Linked DNA regions of Rattus norvegicus: region 1 is linked to region 2. The links are chromatin contacts, called in public Hi-C maps. All regions are on one chromosome and are shown on one strand. Each heading gives the region's core, a stretch centred on a gene start, on an enhancer-like site or on the middle of the called end of the contact. The rest is flanking DNA. Distances are from core to core; before and after follow the strand shown.

Evidence for each region. Hi-C and Micro-C count contacts between places; a contact is called where the count stands out from the background.
Region 1: a contact with region 2 is called in a Hi-C map of psoas muscle, with 2.7 times the contacts expected there. The contact joins two enhancer-like sites. A contact is called at or near these places in 2 of 12 Hi-C or Micro-C datasets (mammary epithelial cells and psoas muscle).

The regions. Positions count from the first base shown.
Region 1 is chr8:77,769,111-77,771,884 of GRCr8, forward strand. No RefSeq gene overlaps it. Among named protein-coding and RNA genes, the nearest start is that of Vps13c, 410 kb to the left of the region's middle. Within about 2 kb of position 1,336, at least 2 of the 93 cell types and tissues checked have an H3K27ac peak or open chromatin away from gene starts, as enhancers often do.
Region 2 is chr8:77,550,026-77,552,725 of GRCr8, forward strand. No RefSeq gene overlaps it. Among named protein-coding and RNA genes, the nearest start is that of Vps13c, 190 kb to the left of the region's middle. Within about 2 kb of position 1,411, at least 9 of the 93 cell types and tissues checked have an H3K27ac peak or open chromatin away from gene starts, as enhancers often do.

The DNA.
Region 1 (2,774 bases), core at 86-2,585, 220 kb after region 2:
GGAGTATGGTAGGCACCCTGCCAAAGATAAGCATTAGATACTGGTATAAAGGGATGTTCCTCCAGGAGGATAGTTCCCACGAGCGATTGGTATCAGATAAAACCCACACAGTGCTTGAAACTGCCTCATCTGGGTGCCATGCCACTGTGGTTCCAGGATTTGCAGTCTGGTCAGGTTCCATAGGTTGCATAGTTGACTTTCTGTCTACAAAGCACATCGTGTCTGCGTATAATCATTTGCTCTGTTTGGACAGAGGTTTTTTTGTTTGTTTGTTCTGCTTTTTGTTTCTGTTTGTTTTTGTTCTAGCCCACACGTGGATCTTTCATGCACAGGAAAAGCTCAATCGCCTGTCCATGGAGGTCACTGGCACCTCAGGTAGGTGGCCTTGCTCCCTGCACAGGGTGGGCTAACTTTCACCCTTTCTGATCTTCCTCTTCTGCCTCTCGTTGTCCACCCATAAATAACCAGCACCACAATCTCTGTGTGGGGCACATGCCCAAAAGCCTCACACTGGAGCCTGTTAATTTGTACAGTTGGATTTCAAAATTCCTGGACTGGCATGATGGCTCAGCAGGCAAACACACACACGCACGCACACACGGACACGCAACGCACCCCCCACATGCACAATGTAAATAAATGGCATTTGAAGTGGTTCTGCTTCACTCACTATCTCCCAGCTGCTCCATGGGCTCTTTCTTTCTCAGTCTCTCTCCTTCTTTCTCTTTTGACTGTTAGCATACGTAAGAGTTTTAAGTCAGCCTCAGTCCGTGACTTTAGCTTCAGCCCTTTGGTGGCTAGAAGAAAAAGGAAGGTGATGTTGGGTGCATTGAACTGTGAGCGCCTGAGGAATGTCTCTGGTCCATCTGTAGGTGAGTAGAGTCTGGTAAAGTCTCCTCAGCACACCTGGAAGTCCCAGTTAGTTTTAATGGGCACCACAGTTTTCCAAAACTGTATGAATCTGGTCAGGGACAGCCTCCCACTCCAAGCCCAAACCTTTCATGGCAGAATCCTCTCCCTTCTAAAATTAACTGAGAAAAGTTGAGGCTGAGGTTGTAGCTCAGTCGATGGAATGCTTACCCCTTAAGCACAAGGTTTGATTCCCAGCAGGGCTTAGAGGATAGTGGTGGAATGTGCCTTTAGAACCTTATGGATTCACAGCATTATGGAGATGAAAATGGGTCATAAGTTCAAGGTCATTCTAGCTACATAAAGAGTTGGAGGCTAGCCTGGGCTACCAAAAAAAAAGTGGGGTATGTTGTGAGCAGCCCTATTTAGTTAGCTCTGCTCCGCATCGTTTCCCTGGCCCTTGGTTATTTTTACTCTCACCAAGCGCCTTCCCATTCTTCAGGTGCCGGGCGAGGTGGCGTTCATTTGGCTTTGCTTCTGACACAAGATAAACGAGCTTGGGGCCCTCGGCGATTCACTCTAGCTGCCAGGGGGTTCCAAAATAGCAAACTATTTTTCATAACAGCAACGTGATCTGAAGGGAGATGCGGCAGGTGCAGTCAGGTTTCCGACCGCCGTCTGGGCCCCATGGTGCAGGAGAGAATTCATTAGGTGTGCGCTGATGTCCAGGAGAAAGAAGAGCGGGGCTTCACAGTGACCATTCCCTTTGGCTGGTTCAAGGTCTTAGTTCCTCAAGGTGGATCTTGTCCTTGGACAAAGTGGGAGGGTGGGCCAGCCCCAACCTGGCCATCCCACATCCCGACCTTTTTACATTTTTCCTTGTAGAAAGATAAGGTTATGAACACGAATAACTACTGTCTTCCTTTTTTCTTTTTGCACATCACCTTGTGTGTTTAACAAAAGATCAAGATTCCTTAAACGTTTCACGTTTTTGACATTTTAGTTCATTAAATGTGTGGTCATTTCACAAGGTTTAAAAGATAAATGTCGCTTTGACTCTCTCTGCTTCCAAAGTTGAGGAAGGGGAAGAAAGACCACACTGACATGGTCTCTTTGAGTTTGTCTTGTTCTTTTGACTCATTAGAAAATTAAAAGTTTAAAAAAATCAGCTTTCACCACACTCTCTTCACTATTAAAAAGTTGGTCCGTGGCCCTACAGCTAATAATCTCCCTTTATCCCCCATCATGAATTATGTATATGTTTTTAGGATGGAAAGTCTAATAAAGCAAAGAGGATTTTAATTTATATTTGCATAAATATGAGTTTGCTTTTGATGTTTTAGCCCACAAAGCGCCTAGGCCTTCCTAGTCAGGATTGAACACAAGTAACATTGAAGGGCACGTGAGATTCATAATAATGGGGGCTTTTCAGAATTGGGATGGGGGAGAGGTAGAAACCTTTGTAAAACAATGTCCATAATCAAGTCAGAATATTAGGGTCAGTGTTTGTGAAAAAGCTGCCTTGGTGAATTGTCATTGAGTGTGGAAGACCCCAGGAACTGACTTCTGATATGCCTTAATTTAAACATTTCTTAGGGGACCCAGCAGTGGGTGGTATACACATAAGGGAATGATATAGCTTCTTTTGAGGGCCTGGGTCATAATGCAGTGTTATGCACTACAAACTGTCCTGTGAGCTTTATCTTACTTTTAGTTATTATTGTATTACTTGATGTGTATGGGTGTTTTATACACACACACACACACACACACACACACACACACACACACCACAAACACCACATACACACACAGACACACACACATACCACACACACACAGAGACACACACACACACCACACATACCACATGCACACACACACACACACTCTCTCTCACATGCACACACACACACACACACACA
Region 2 (2,700 bases), core at 161-2,660:
CCGGCATCATTGCGTGTGGGGTACTTTATAAATGAACGGGTTATTCCTGTCAGCATGTCCCACACATGGACGGAAGGCAATAGAGCAGTGTGGAGAGACTACAGCCCTTCTTGACCACCATACCCCAATGAATCCCCACTCAGCCAATCTGTGCCTATTCAGCCTTAATAGTAAAGATAAAATAATAATAATAATAATAATAATAATAATACCTGATTTGTCCTTAGAGGTAAATGATACTATGTGTACAGTATTGGGGGGGGGTAATGAACCAAGTAGAGGGTAGCTAGTAACTAAGTTATAGTAACTAAGTGCTAGTACTCTTTGTGTTTGTAAATATTTGACCCAGCATTCATGTTAAAGAGCTACGTTTAAATATTGTAATTACAGTTACTATGTTGTATTGGTATCCAAAAGGCCAAATAAACTACTTGCAACAGGCATGTTAAAAACAAATGATAAGAACCCTCACATGCTGCTTCAAACGATTCCACCCGCTCCCGTGTATGTGTGTGTATTTGTTTGTGTGTGTGCCCATGTGTGGTGCATGTAGAGACCAGAGATCAATGTTGGTGTCTTCCTTTAGTCTCTGGTCCCTCCTTTTAGAGACAGGGCCTCTTAGTGAACCCAGAGCTCACAGGTTGAGCTACACTGACTGACCAGATGGGTTTAGAGCGCCTTCTGCCAGAGCTGGGATTACAGGTGAGCAACGGATGTGCCTGGCCTTTTAATGGGTGCTGAGTCCAAACTCAGATCCTTACCAATCTCTTTGATTCCGATAATTCTGTTTTAACCGGCACCTTCTACATGCAAGTGTAGGCCCCTTCCTGATCACACACATCTTCTTGAGGGATTTCTGGAATCCACTGTATGTATTACAGAATGGATTTTTAAAAAGGAACTAATAAAAAAAGGATTTTATATTTTGAAGGGACCAAGCATTTTGCAAATGAAACGAGACACTTAAAAAAAGACACTATTTGTTTTGGGTTTTAGACATCCTTTTGGGGAAGTTCTGCCTGACTTTGCTGCCCAGCCTCGGAAATTCCAGGATCTAGGAGAACCACGTGTGGAACACATCAAGGGAGAAAGACTTCCCAAAGCATCAAACTATATTGTTTTTCTTGGAGGTTGGAACGAGCTGCTGCTCGGAAAATTTTCCAAGGTTTCTGCAACTTGTTACACATCCAAGGTCATTTCCTGGCCCGGACTGTCCAAGGCCCCCGCAGCCTGCGCCACCAGCCAACGTGGAAGCAGCCTTGTGCAGGGGCCCTGCAGTCCGGGGTTGGGGGGTGGGGATGGCGGGGGCGCAGGGAGGGGAAGAAACCTGGAAGGAAACCCCACAGGGCCTGAGTTGTTTTGGTGCTTTTCTTTGTCCACTCCGAACTGTCTTTCCCTGATACTCCACTAGAGGGCACACGCCACCAACTGTGCGTGCTCTCTGAAGAAGATCTGATACCCAGACCTACAGGACAGGTCCTGGCATCTCAGGGGGATTTGGGTGGCATCCTGGGGTGCAGGCTTCCTCGGAAGTAGCTCTCAAGATTTCCTGGAAAGAATCAGGACTGTGGCATCCCTACTTTGCCGGGATCTGAGGTCAGGACATTGGCGTTTTTAATTTATTTGTAAATGTAGGGTACAAAGTAACATACAGTTTGCATTGTCTCTTCCATCTCTGGTCCCCACCCTCCCTCAGCTCCACTCCTGCTTATACTAGTCCTCCCCTACTAGTCCTCCATCCACTTCCGGCCTTTAGAACCGGCCTTCCTGCTACAGTCTCATTTCCTTTTGAAATGGTGCTTTGGGGATGAATTATGATGAACACTGGGATTTGGGGACATTTCCTGAAGGGGAAGTATCCACCCTGCCCAGAACATACATCTTTATGGTCGAAATAGTGGGTTTATTTGAAGGTAGAGCTTTAGTAAGCTCAGAGCTGATGATGCCTAAGTCCCTGTTGAATTGTAACTGGCTGGCCATTGGCTGGGATAGTCACACTGTACCAGGCTCTCCTACTCCAACCTGAAGGTGGTTGTGAGGTGTCCTGCTCCCCCTAACTCAGGCGTGCCCCTTCTGCTTTCTCCTGCTCTGGTTTTCAGGGCCCTGACTTTGAACGACTGCCGGACGTGAATCATGTCTGACACTGAAACATTTGACAGGCACCATGGGGTGTCCTGTCCCATTCCCGCTGACTCTAAAGACCCCACTGTGCTCCTGCACATGTTAGACCCTTTGCTTCTGCTGCCTTTGAAGCACAGGCAGGGATCATGACTCCTGGCTCTCCCACTTCACAGAGAGGATGATGAGACCCAGAGCGAGGGTGTGCTGAAGTTTAAGACTTGATCTCAGGTCACCTGATCAAGAGGCACGGCTCATGACTGTTTCCTACAGTCCTTTACTGAAGTAGGAACTTGGGTTTGACTTTAGAGAAAACCTGACCCTATGACCTTCAAGCTCCAGCATGGGGCTCTCAGGAAACCTCGCCCCTCCTTCCTAATGCTCTTCATAAAATGGAACACGGCTTGTTTGGGTGGGTTGGAGTGCCCTTCGAGGAGGCATGTGCTGGGCATACTCGAGGACGGCTTCTAATCACACAGTTTTACAAAACAAAAGCACCCAGAAATCCAGGATGTTCGTGTCCCATGTATAAATCTGGGGCATTCCAAGTCCAATTGACACCTAGACAGCCTTTGAGGAGGT